2 separate regions of the Capra hircus genome follow, and region 1 is linked to region 2. A link is a contact called in public Hi-C data. All regions are on one chromosome and are shown on one strand. The core of a region is the stretch at or near the end of the contact, and the rest is flanking DNA. Distances in the headings are between cores, read along the strand shown.

Region 1 (6,128 bases), core at 1,041-3,540, 96 kb after region 2:
AGTGGGAGGAGAGGGTGGGGTGGTTTGAGAGAGCAGCATTGCAACGTATACCCGACCATGAAACAGACGGCCAGTGAGGGTCTGATGTACGACGCAGGGAACCCAAAGCTGGTGCCCGGTGACAGGCTGGAGGGGTGGGGTGGGGAGGGCGGTGGGAGGGGGTTCAGGAAGGAGGGGACACAGCCTACGGCTGACTCATCTTAATGTATGCAGAACCATCACCATATTGTAAAACAATTATCCTACAATAAAAATAAATAAATGAAAACGTTATAAGTATTCTGGATATGTACATATAATTGCAGAACTGAGTCGCTGCTGTACACCTGATGCTAACCACATTGTTACAATCGGCTATGTCCCAACATAAAACAGATTATTTTAAGTATTCTGAAAACAACTGAGGTTTTTGGCTATTCCTCCCACAGGGGAACAAACTCATAAAGGGAGGAAGGCAGTGAGGAAACCAGGAAGGAAAACAGTGAGGTGCCTGAAATAACGGGACCAGTTGGAGGCGCTGGCAACCAGGTCTCTGGAGAGAATGACGATTCGGATTCCCAACTGGGCTTCTTTTTAAAGCAGTATTCATGCCCCTGTAAACCGCAGCTGGGATGGCAGTGTCCTTAACACACGTCTAAGATGCTATTTTAGCAAGCACTCTAAAGGAAGTCTGAAGCCAGGCTGGCCATTTCCAGAGACAACTGGTAGCTTTCCCCCTTGCCTCCGGGCTCCCCTAGGCAAGGGTTGGTGAGGGTGCAGCTGCTGTGGGTGCCCGAGGGGCATCCACCCTTCCCTGTGCCACGAACCTCTGGCTGGCAGGTTCAGCAGTCAGCGGGGTCCTGCCCTAGACACATGGCTCAGGAAAGCGTTTCAGGGTGCCGACCACCCTAAGGAAGTGGGTGATGCAGCTGTGCTGTGACCTCACCTGGGACCCTGTGCTCCCTGCAGGCGCAGGGCAGACATTCCAGGCTGTCAGGGGAGCGGGCTGAAGCTTTGCAAGCTGACAGCATGGCTGCAGGATCGATCCGACCCACCTAGGTCCCCGCCTCTCTGGGCTGGTTTGTGATGGTACAGGCGTGTTGCAAACACAGCGCCCATCTGGCCCCACGGAAATCTACATCCACTCCTGTGAACTCTTTCTCCCACTCACAATGTGGCCTGTGTGCAGACGGGAAGCGACCCCGAGATGTGGAGAGTTATGCTGGGACCAGCCGAGGGGAAGGCATGGGGACCCAGGGACCCCGCGAGGCTGAAAGCAGAGATGTGTCTGCAGTCCTCAGGTTCACGCATGTATCTTTGTTTTCTGGTGTTTCCTGCACCAGCCCTGTGGCCTGAGGCTTGGGGAGAAAGCTGAGACTCTATTTCCTGTTTCCAGGGAAAGAGAAAGCCCATCAAGCCAATGATTCTAGTTTCAATTCCAACCACGGGAGGGGGTTCTATGTGCAGCATCGGGCCTGGGCCTGAGCCTCATGGGCTACTTATCCAGTGAACAGTCCTGTAAATAATAACCCGGCAGCCAGTCTCTGACACCTGCCACATCCTGCAGGCTTCGAAAACTGCTTCCAGACACATCAGACTTTGTCTTTTCAGTATTGTTATAAAGCGAAGGCGAGCTGTGTGAGATTGCTGATTCCTAGCACACGTCACATGGAACAGTCACAGGGAAGGGACGCCTTGCTCCGCACGTGGCCAGAGGGCATCCCCTCTGGCCCCGCTCAGCCTGTCACATGCTCCTGGCTCGAACCACGGCCTCCACGCCTGCGAGGCCGTCTCTGGTTTGGAGCCTGTGGCCTCTCCGGGCAGCGATGCCCCAGATGGACCAGCGGAAGAGAGCCCATGACATCAGGCAAGTACACTTGCCCAGCGTTCTTATCTGTGTCCTGGAAGGGCCCCACTGTTTTCTCTGAGGAGCGCCCTGAAGGAAAACAGCGCTTCTTGCTTCTTAATAGCTAAGCAGCTGGAGAAAAACCAACGATTTCTGCCTTTGCAGCAGTGTGCTTCTCTGGGAAACACAGAGAAACAGAGACATTCTTGCCAACTGTCCTGGAAACCCGACCTTCTGCTGTGTCCTGGTGTCAGGCAGATACAGACTCGACTTCCTAAAGTCCAGCTGCCTGGCTCAGATCGCATCCTCCCACCACCTCGGGCGACTGGCAGCTTAAAAGCCAACATCTCGATCACTTTTGCAGAGGTGACAGCTGTTTGGAATATCTCCGTTTAGCCCACATGAGTTTTACATGTTTCCACAGGACAGCAGGCTCCTCCTTCCTTCCCAGTGTGTTGATGACACGTGAGCAGGGAACGCAGAGTCAGAGGCCCTGGCTCCCAGCCTGGCCCCGCCACAGACTCACTGCAGAGTCTCCTGAGCCATTGCTTCCACGTCTGCAAATTAGAGGTCCAAAGAATGCCTCCTTCAGAGAAGTCCAGGACTTTTAAATATATGAAAAAATATATATGGGAGAGTTCCGGAGAAACTCTAAGACCAAAATATATTACCGAGCTAGGAAACCCGGCCGGTGTAACTTGTCCTCGCGATGAAGAGAATAAAATGGCTGCGGTGCACTTCACCGCCCCGAGCACGTGGTTCGTGAATAAGAACTAGCTAGCAGAAACGGACGCAGTAGGGATTCAGAACTGCTGAAGGATGGGCCAGAGAACTGGGGAGAGGAAGAAGTGAGATCTTAGTTAACCTATAAAAAAAGGAAAACATGCAGATATATGAGCTTTAAGACACACGTAAGAGCGTGACAAAAAGAGTAAGCACAGCTCGGGTCAGGAGAAGGAGCGAGGCAGTGAAGGACCGGAAGGACGTTGTTTCCTGCGGCCTGTCCGGCCCGGAGGCCAGGACCGGTCACCTGGGCCCACTTTTCCTCCCCGGCTGGACTGCAGGTGCTGGAGGGCAGGAGCTGTCACGGCGGGGCCTGCCCAGGGCCCAAGTGCACGGCCGGCGGCGCGGTGACTGCTCTGCAGACAAGCACAGACGCTTCGGTCCAAGGTCACGCTGCAGAGCGAAGAGGAGAGTCCGGGCAGCCGCCAACCACGTCCGCAAGGTCTTGTCCACCGAGCTGGGCCGCAGCCGCTAGAGAGAAGGTGCCTCCGGGTCGGCCAACCACCGAGGCTCGGCCCCACCAGCTGGCGCCCGCCTCACCGTCAGCTGTGGGGAAGGCCCGCGCCTCCCGGGCAGCTCTCTCCCCGCCCTCCTCCGCACGCCCCTGGGTCTGCCCTCGCCTGGGTCCAGCAAGGGGTGTCCCTCGCAGAGGAGCCGCGGCAGGAGGAGCACAGCGTGTTTGCCCGCTGCCCTGGGGCCTGCTCTGGGTTTCATCACCGCAAACCTCCTCCCTCTCTGGACGCAGGCAGGGAGGAGCCAGGCCTGCCTTTGCCCCTTAAACATCTCCAGCGACTGCAGCGTCAGACTGCCCTCCCAGGTGCTGGCGAGTGACCTGGGGAGGAAGGTGCCCACTCTCCTGTCCACAGAATCCTGAAACACAGATGCTGCCAAATTCCCCTCTCCCCATGGCCCAGTGCCAGGGAAAAACAGGCTCTATTTTCACTGAGAGGTCTTTAAAAATAGAGAAGGAGACAGGAGGAGGGTGGATTAAGTGACCTCTGGAACTCCAGGCCGGGCACAGGAAATCCTGGCAAACTCAGAAATGTATGCTTAAGGGACCAGTGGGCTTCGCACAATGAGGCCCTGTTGAGCTTTTTGCTGCAGCAGGCTGGTGAGCTGAATTAATCACTGTTCTTTGCAATCAACTAAGGAAAATGGACTTTCCTTCAAAAAAAAAGAAAGAAAGAAACAGCTGTGAGCAATGACTATAAATCGGTTCATTTTATGTGGAAAGATGCCCTGTGACAGTCAGTAAAATGAACACTTCCTTCGATGTGACTTGAAACAGAATGTTGGAAGTGACGATCTATGAGTGAAAATAGACGGGCTAACAAACAGCACGGTCTCAGACCCACTAAACCAGCAAGAAGACGCACAAGGGGTGAATTTTGGAGCCAACGAGTAGAAACGATAATCCTGAGGATGATGCCTAATGTTTATCGAATGCTTGTTATATCCTTGGCATTTACTTGCCTTGTCTCACCTACCGTTAAAATTAATATGTCCAAGCAGGTCTGTTTGCTATTGAGACTTGCCAAGACTTCCTCAAAATCACAGGCCCACATCAATGGTCTAAACGCACCGTAAAAACGCAGATTATCAAGGTGGATCAAACTGAATGTTGTCCAGAAGAAACCCATTTTAAAGTCACATACAGATTAAAAGTAAATAGATAGGACTTCCCTGGTGGTCCAGGGGTTAAGAATCTGCCTGCCAATGCAGGGGACACGGGTTCACTCCCTGGTCCACTAGGCCTGTGCACCACAAATACTACTGAAGCCCAAGGGCTCTAGAGCCCGTCTCTGCAACAAGAAAAGCCACTGCAATGAGAAGCCCGGCTCCACGAGGAAGAGTTGTCCTCAATTCCTGCGACTAGAGATAGCCCATGCACAGCCACGGAGACCCAGCACAGCCAAAAATAAATACAGTTTTTTAAAAAGAATAAATACATGCGTAAAAGGATGAAGAGATAGATAGGGTAGTAACCATAAAAATGGACAGGACTGGAAAAGTCCAGGATTAAATTTGGAAGACAAAAGCAACTGGTGAACGTAGAAAGCTACAAGGTGCAAAGCTCCCTGAGCCTGGCACCCAGCAGAGGGAGGGACCCCTGGAAACAGGGGTCTCGGGGAGGGGGGGCTGCCTTCTGGAAGCAAAGATGATGAGTTCGGTTTTGGACATTTCGAGTTAAGTGAGGGGGAGAGCTCTGGCAGAGAGCGAGGCTCTCTACAGAGAACATCTGTATAAACTAGGGTAGTAAAGAGGTCTCCGAGGAGCACTTATCATCTCAAACTAAAGAACATTCTCTAGTGACTTTTAATGGATAAGACTTTCCTCTGAGCAAACGTAACCTACTGACACTGATCAGGCTATTCCAAACAGATAGGAGAGAGACGTTAACATGGAAAGTGCAGCAGGCTCGGTGTCTGTGTGCTCGTCTCCCTTTCCCCAAAGTCAGATGGAAGTAAAGCGGGTAGAATCAGTGCCCAGTGCAACGTCTGGGCGCGCGCTCAGTCCTGTCCGACTCTGTGCGACCCCATGAACTGTACCCCCCCAGGCGCCTCTGTCCATGGGATTCTCCAGGCAAGAGGACTGGACTGGGTTGCCATTTCCTCCTCCAGGGGATCTTCCCAACCCAGGGATTGAACCCCCGTCCACTCCGTCTCCTTAGTCTCTGGCCTTGGCAGGCAGATTCTTTATCACTGAGCCGCCAGGGAAGCCCCAGGTTAATCCTTAGTGGTTATTACATGAAGTGGGCTTTGGCAGGGCTGACTGACTCCTTCGTAATATTTGTGACCCTCTCCCCACTCTGCCCTGTTAAATAAGGTTGATGGTACCTCTTTACGGAGTTTCTGACGTTAGCCTATAATTCAGGGGAGGAAAAACACCCTCATTTAACAAATGACTGCACTAAATCCCAAAGAGGTGAAAGAAACTGGCCTTAAACCACACAGCCATTAATACTTAGGGGCACAAGCAGGGCTGGATCCTGTCTAATGCCCTGCATTTACATTCTGTGTTCCTCCTGGAAGGTGTTGCCATGTAAATTACCTATAAAACATAGGGTTTCGAGTCAGAGAATCTAGGTTCTTAGCTCAGTTTTAACACATATGCTGTATGATCTTGAGCAAGACCATTTACCTCCATGAAAATCAGCACTCTCCTTTTAAAATGATTTTAATGATAATACCTATTGTATTGTTTTTAAAAAAGATATGACAAATACTACATAGAATAAAAGGCTTCCCGGGTGGAGCTAGTGGCAAAGAACCTGCCTGCCAATGCAGGAGACGCAAGAGACGTGGGTTCGATCACTGGGTCGGGAAGATCCTCTGGAGAAGGGCATGCAGGCTACTCCAATATTCTTGCCTGGAGAATCCCATGGACAGAGGAGCCTGGCGGGCTACAGTCCATAGGGTCACAGAGAGTCAGACATGACTGAAGTATAGAATAAAAGCACTGAACAGATTTTTTAAAAATAAACTTTACTAGAAAGGTAATTTGGGACATTTTTCTTTTA
Region 2 (6,330 bases), core at 167-2,666:
CCCAGACCCCACCGCCTGAGAAAGCTCGTGAGTCAGAAGAAGGAGCCGAAAACCAGCAAGAAGTCGTGACTGTAACCGCCAAGGTCAAGGGCACCACCGGGTGCAAAGAGGAGGCTGACAAGTGCCTGAGTGGGTAGAGAGACCCACAGGGGACGGGCCCTGACAGCGGGAGCAAGACCCCCAACCTCACAGCGCAAAACGTGGGACAGCACAGAGCCACTCTTTCTTTTAAATTAAAAAACAATTGTTGGGGCCGCATTGTGCAGCACGTGGAATCTTAGTTTCCTGACTAGATTGACCCCAGCCCCCCTGCCTTGGGAGTGTGGATCTTAACCACTGGACCACCGGGGAGCCCGCAGGACCACCTTCTTTTCTGCTTTTATTAACTGACTCAAATCTGCCCCAGGAAGCATGTAAAACCTCAGCGACCTCAGCACAGCCAGCTGACAACTCCAAATCCTCTCGCCCACCCCTCTCCAGGGGAACTGGGGGGGAAAGGACCCTACAAGTGAAAACAAACATGAGTGCTGCGAGTAGCCACCTCACATAGGAATCTCCTCGCCTTTATTAACCGTGAGATTCGCAGTTCTGGAACACGGAATCTAGAAAATGGAGCCAGAGCCCGGAACACGTTTGTTGCACACCATTCCTTAATGTCGGCGAAGAGAAGCCAGCTGGGCCTCCAGGGAACTCCAGGTCTACCACTTAAGCCTGTGAAGGAGGTTACTCTTTGCTGTTTTTTAGCCTGTGAAATAGGAGAAGGCAACGGCAACCCACTCCAGTACTCTTGCCTGGAAAATCCCATGGACGGAGGAGTCTGGTGGGCTGCCGTCTATGGGGTCGCACAGAGTCGGACACGACTGAAGCGACTTAGCAGCAGCAGCAGAAGCCTGTAAAATGGGAATAACAGTGTCTATCCTAAGGGGCACTTTTGGGGGGGACGTTAAATGAGATAGTTTTTATAAAGACTCTAACAAACGCTGGTGAAAATTAAGGCTGAGACTGTACAAATGCCTGGCTAATAAAAAGTTCGGAGAAGGCAATGGCACCCCACTCCAGTACTCTTGCCTGGAAAATCCCAAGGACGGAGGAGTCTGGTGGGCTGCTGTCTGTGGGGTCGCACAGAGTCGGACACGACTGAAGTGACTTAGTAGTAATAAAAAGTTAAATTATATTTCCAGCCTTCCCAAACCTGAATACTCTGGGTTTTGTGGCTGATATCAGTTCAAAGGTGTATGCTTCCTTTTAAGCTGCACAGCTTTCTCAGAGTTGGTAACAAGCTTTTAGATTAACATGGTGTGAAGAATGTTTCCGTTTCCATCGACTCAAAGCCTCGCCAAAGAGGCCAGAGCTCTTGCCACAACCAAGGCCCCGGGAGGCGGCTGGTCCTTAAGCCACGAGCGCCTGGCGCCACCTAGTGGAGGCCTGGCCCCCAGCCGGTCAGCCTGGAGGCCTGAGTGAGGCGAGGCAGGGCTGCCCCCCAGGCGGCGGCCCCTCCCGAGAGGCAACGTCAGAGAAGTCTGGGAGGAAAGGTGGTGAGCGCGGGCCAGGGCCCTTTCAGGAGCGAGGGGAATTTAGCAGGACCGGAGTGGACGTGCATGGGCGGGCTTGCGGGAGAGAGGAGACAGGCCCGGCGGGGAGGAGGCTGAAGGCCTGTTCCGAGCAGGGCTCCGCAGTGACGGGAGACCCAGCCGGGCCACATCCTGACCTGCCTAGGACCACAGGAAATCAACAAATCAATGAGCCAGGAAGTCAGATCCGGGGTGGCCCACGTGGGTACTGACCACGTGTCCTGGGGGGAGGCCCGGCCTAGGGATCCCCGAGTCTGTGCACACCCCCAACACAGACCGACACTGGGAGCGGGGCGGCTCTCGGCGGCCAGGACCTCAGGGGCTGGCGGCGCTGCCGTAAGGAACCGTGTTATGGAAAGGACTCCTGAACTGACCCTCCTCTCATCTGGATACGTTCAGTTCTCCATTCAGTGAATGACGAAGGTACATCTTACCTCCAGTGGGAGCACCCTCCCCGACCCCCGGGGCGTGGTCCCACAGGACCTCGCCCGGGCCCAGACAAGTTCCTGGGCTCCCGGGACAGACCTCTCCCTACAAAACGCTCCTCAGAGCCTCGCCTGCAGCACCGAGGAGAGAGTCTAGCACCGCAGTGACGTGCGAAGCCTGGATTAGAGGAAGCTGCCAGTGGGCTGAGCCCCGGCTCCCCCTCGCTCCCCTGAGACCTGCAGGACAGCTGGCCATCTCCTCCCGCTGCTGACTTTTGCCAGAAGGCGCGGCCCAAGGCCCACACTGAGGAGCTACACACCGGGTGTCCCTTTCTGTCCCACCTGCCCTAAAGCCCAGAGCAAAGGCAATGCCGCGCAAGCTGAACTCGTATTTTTGCGCTTGGTGATGGATTCCAGCCATTCGCTTCAAGACGCCTCACTAATGCTTTCCTCACAGACCATTTCTTTTTTAAAAGTAAGTTCCGACTTAGACACCTTTGGAAGCAGGCAGCGGGCAAGCAGCAGGCCAGCAGGGAGACGCGCACCGTTTCACAAGGTCTGGAAGCAGCCCCTCCCCTCCGCTCCTGTCCTTCTTCGGGCCCCGAGGGGGGCAGGCGTGCCCAGCACGTGGACAGGGGCTGGGAAGGTGTCCGGGCCCCTCGGCCGCGCTGCGCTCACACCGCCCCGCCCTCCCCCGCGCTCTCACCTGAGATCTTCACCGGACTCTGAAAGCTGGGCTGGATCTTATGCACGTTGTCACTCTTTAACACCTGATCCAGGGGCGATCTCTCGAAGAAGGTGAGCACGACTTCTGACCTGGAGTACTGGGGAGAAGCATGTTCCTTCCTACATGCGTTCCCCTGCTGGCGGGATGGCCTGGGCCACGTCCCCCGCCCCGATCAGCGGCTCGGCGAGCTTGGGGGGCTCGGGGCCCAGGGAAGGCAGGATGGAGACCGTGGGAGCAACGCAGGCCAGGTCTGTGCCAGCGTTTCACACACGTCCCCCTCACTTTCCAGTAAACTGTGAGCCCCTGCTTCCGCTTCTTCCCGGGGGGAGAAAACACTGGAGCTCCCAGAGCCCAGGGAGGCGCCCTCTCCTTGGCTCCTGGCCCCGCCCCGCCCCCGAAGCCTCCAGGAGGGCGCCTGCCACCCACTGGCCCACCCAGTGCCCTGCCCCGCCCCCCGCCCGCACCCCCACCTTGCGCGGCGTGCTGATGACGGCCTTGAGAAGCTTCCCCACCTCGTTAAGCCTGGTCTCGATGTCACCCACCCAGCGCCCTGCCCTCCTGCCCGCACCCCCACCTTGCGCGGCATGCTGATGATGGCCTTGAGAAGCTTCTCCACCTCGTTGAGCCTGGTCTCAATGTCATGGGCCTCCTTGATGGCGATCAGTCCTGGGGTCGAAGCAGAAAGGCCTCCATCAGAGGAGCAGACCAGGACATGGGCTCCCAAATGAAACACAGGCCAACAGGCCGCCCGCAGCGGGGACGCCACCCTGGGGTCGCCCTCCACAGAAGGGCACTCAGCCTCGCGTGGGCCCAGTCCTGCCCTGGGAGCCTGGTCCTCAGCCCCAGTCCGGGTCTCAGCGACCCAAAGATGAAGGCATGTGCTGAAGAGGGGCCGGCTGAAATCCACAGAGGCCCCGAAGGCCTCTCCGAGTGGGACAGGCAGGCCAGCTCCATCCACACCCTGCACAGCGGGCAGGGCCAGACCCTGGCCCCGCCAGTGTCTGTGGTGGCTGCGGCCAGGGAAGCTGCCCCTCCCTGCCCCCGGTGACACAGCCAAGGCGACCACAGGGCCCTTGGAAATGGAGCCTGTACTAGAGAAGTCATTTAGATGTGGGGTTAGAAGGGAAAAACCAGATCTTTACTCAGAGAAAACCAGCATGGGCGTGACTCATGGCACCTTCCAGGAACCTGTGTTTTACCCCTCATTCCAGCTACCAGACATCCTGACTGGCTACTAGAAAGCGCAGTGTTTTGTCTTTAAAATACGAGAGCTAACAGGCGGGAGGAGAATGGGACGACAGAGGACGAGATGGCTGGATGGCATCACTGACTCGATGGACATGAGTTTGAGCAAGCTCCAGGAGTTGGTGATGGACAGGGAGGCCTGGCATGCTGCGGTCCATGGGGTCACAAAGAGTCGGACACGACCGAGCAGCTGAACTGAACAGCACAGAGAGCTGGGGTGTGTTTCCGTTTCCCCGTGAGCCGTGCAGAGCGCCGACCTTCCCAGGACCGGCCCTTCACATCAGCTTCCCAGGAGCAACACGGATTCCCAGGACATTTCACGTGACCCGGGACCCAAACCACAGAGGCTGGCATCCCAGAACTACTTTCAGTCACTGAATCTGTTTTCAGAAGTCCCGGTTTTGTCAGATAGGAGAATGGTGGTTCATTTTGCAGGCAACTCACTAAATCCACATTGAGATAAAATTAACTTCCTAAGCTGCCTGACTGAAATCCAGAGGCCCCTCGCATCAGCCGGAGTCGAGGATGTGCAGCCAAGGTCAGGAGCTGGTCCCTGAACTTCCTGGAGACAGACCAGTGCCCCTTCACCTGCGGACCCGCAGCATGCCAGGCCTCCCTGTCCATCACCAACTCACTGCTCCGCAGTGGCCTGTCTGGTCCTGACAAGCGCTCTCGGCCACGTGGGCCCAGGCGGCTGGCCGCAGACCCCAGACTCTGGTCCACACACCCTGTGCTGCCCGCCACGTGGTGCCCCAGCCATTGGCAGAGAGACGGGGTTGAGCCACTCCTCTCTCCCAGGCTGCCCGCCCCACCGCCGCCCGGCAGGCTGGGGGCAGGAGGAAGGGAAGAAGCTACACCCGGGGCAGAGTCTCAGGGTCTCAGGACACATCCTCCCAGGCCTGAGTGCTCGTTTAGAAGTCCACACACACACACACACACACACACACACACACACACACACCCCACACACATCTCCATCTTGCTCCTGCTGTGGACAAGTCTATGGAGGGAAAGAGGGATACTGCAAAAATCCTCTGAAAAGCTTTTAGAGAGGACAGTTGTAGAAATCATCCCCACGAGGTGCTTCTTTGTTCTTAGACAAGAAAACCATCACATTTCGGTTTTTATGACACCTAGAAAACTGCTGTTAAATCACTCAGGCTCACGACACGGTCGTCGTGTTTTTACATTCTGTAAGGACTAAGGTCCGTCTAGTCAAGGCTACGGTTTTTCCTGTGGTCATGTATGGATGTGAGAGTTGGACTGTGAAGAAGGCTGAGCGCCGAAGAATTGATTCTTTTGAACTGTGGTGTCGGAGAAGACTCTTGAGAGTCCCTTGGACTGCAAGGAGATCCAACCAGTCCATCCTGAAGGAGATCAGCCCTGGGATTTCTTTGGAAGGAATGATGCTAAAGCTGAAACGCCAGTACTTTGGCCACCTCATGTGAAGAGTTGACTCATTGGAAAAGACTCTGATGCTGGGAGGGACTGGGGGCAGGAGGAGAAGGGGGCGACAGAGGATGAGATGGCTGGATGGCATCACCAACTCTATGGACGTGAGTCTGAGTGAACTCTGGGAGTTGGTGATGGACAGGGAGGCCTGGCGTGCTGCGATTCACGGGGTTGCAAAGAGTCGCACACGACTGAGCGACTGAGCTGAACTGAAGGACAATACAGGAAGATTCGCCTTGTGTATGGCCAACGCACACAGCACATTTACTCCCACTTTCCAGGACGTAAAGCCCACCGTTGGGTTTATAACCAAGGGTGCCACTGAGTCGATACACACACTCTGGCCTCCGCTGACCTTCCCTTAGGGCTCCAGCATCAGAACGCAGCGCGCAGGACGCCCAGGGCAACGGGCACTTCAGACACAGCGACTGACGCAGGAGCGTGGACAGGCACACTAGAGACCATCCACTGTTTATCTGACATTCAGACTCACTGGGTACCCTGTAGCTTTACGTTCCTGGTGACCTGTTTCCAGAAGGAAGCAGAGAAAGGCAACAAGTGCCTCATCAGACTTCCAGTAACACATCAGCGTTCCGGCTCGGGGCGCAGACCCTGGGGACCCTCCCCTGCTCGCCTCATCAGCTCGGGCCCTGTGACCCCACGCCCTCATTCTCAGTAGGACCCTGTGGTTCTTGCCCCACCCCATGTCCTCAGCCTGAATTCTGTCTGTGGCAAAACTTTAGCCAATGGATAAGTTTAATCAGAGAAGTGAGAACAAGCAGGGAAAAGAAAGGAAAACAGCCAAAGGAACCTACGTAATAACGAGAGTCAGTAAGCGTGGTTGAGGAGCTTCCGTTTCTGCTCAAGAGCCACAGACAGCACTCGGAGACACCGCCTGTGAGCTGCCTTA

Evidence for each region. A called contact is a pair of places that touch in the nucleus more often than the background predicts.
Region 1: a Hi-C map of liver shows a contact between it and region 2, with 7 times the contacts expected there. The contact joins two enhancer-like sites. A contact is called at or near these places in 3 of 5 Hi-C or Micro-C datasets (blood and liver).

Annotation. Positions count from the first base shown.
Region 1 is chr23:15,534,386-15,540,513 of ARS1.2, forward strand. No RefSeq gene overlaps it. Among named protein-coding and RNA genes, the nearest start is that of PRPF4B, 21 kb to the right of the region's middle. Within about 2 kb of position 2,291, at least 3 of the 5 cell types and tissues checked have an H3K27ac peak or open chromatin away from gene starts, as enhancers often do.
Region 2 is chr23:15,439,160-15,445,489 of ARS1.2, forward strand. PXDC1 (PX domain-containing protein 1) reads right to left here. Exons shown (of 5, transcript XM_013974193.2): 2 at 3,298-3,389; 3 at 2,703-2,820. Among named protein-coding and RNA genes, the nearest start is that of PXDC1, 13 kb to the right of the region's middle. Within about 2 kb of position 1,417, at least 3 of the 5 cell types and tissues checked have an H3K27ac peak or open chromatin away from gene starts, as enhancers often do.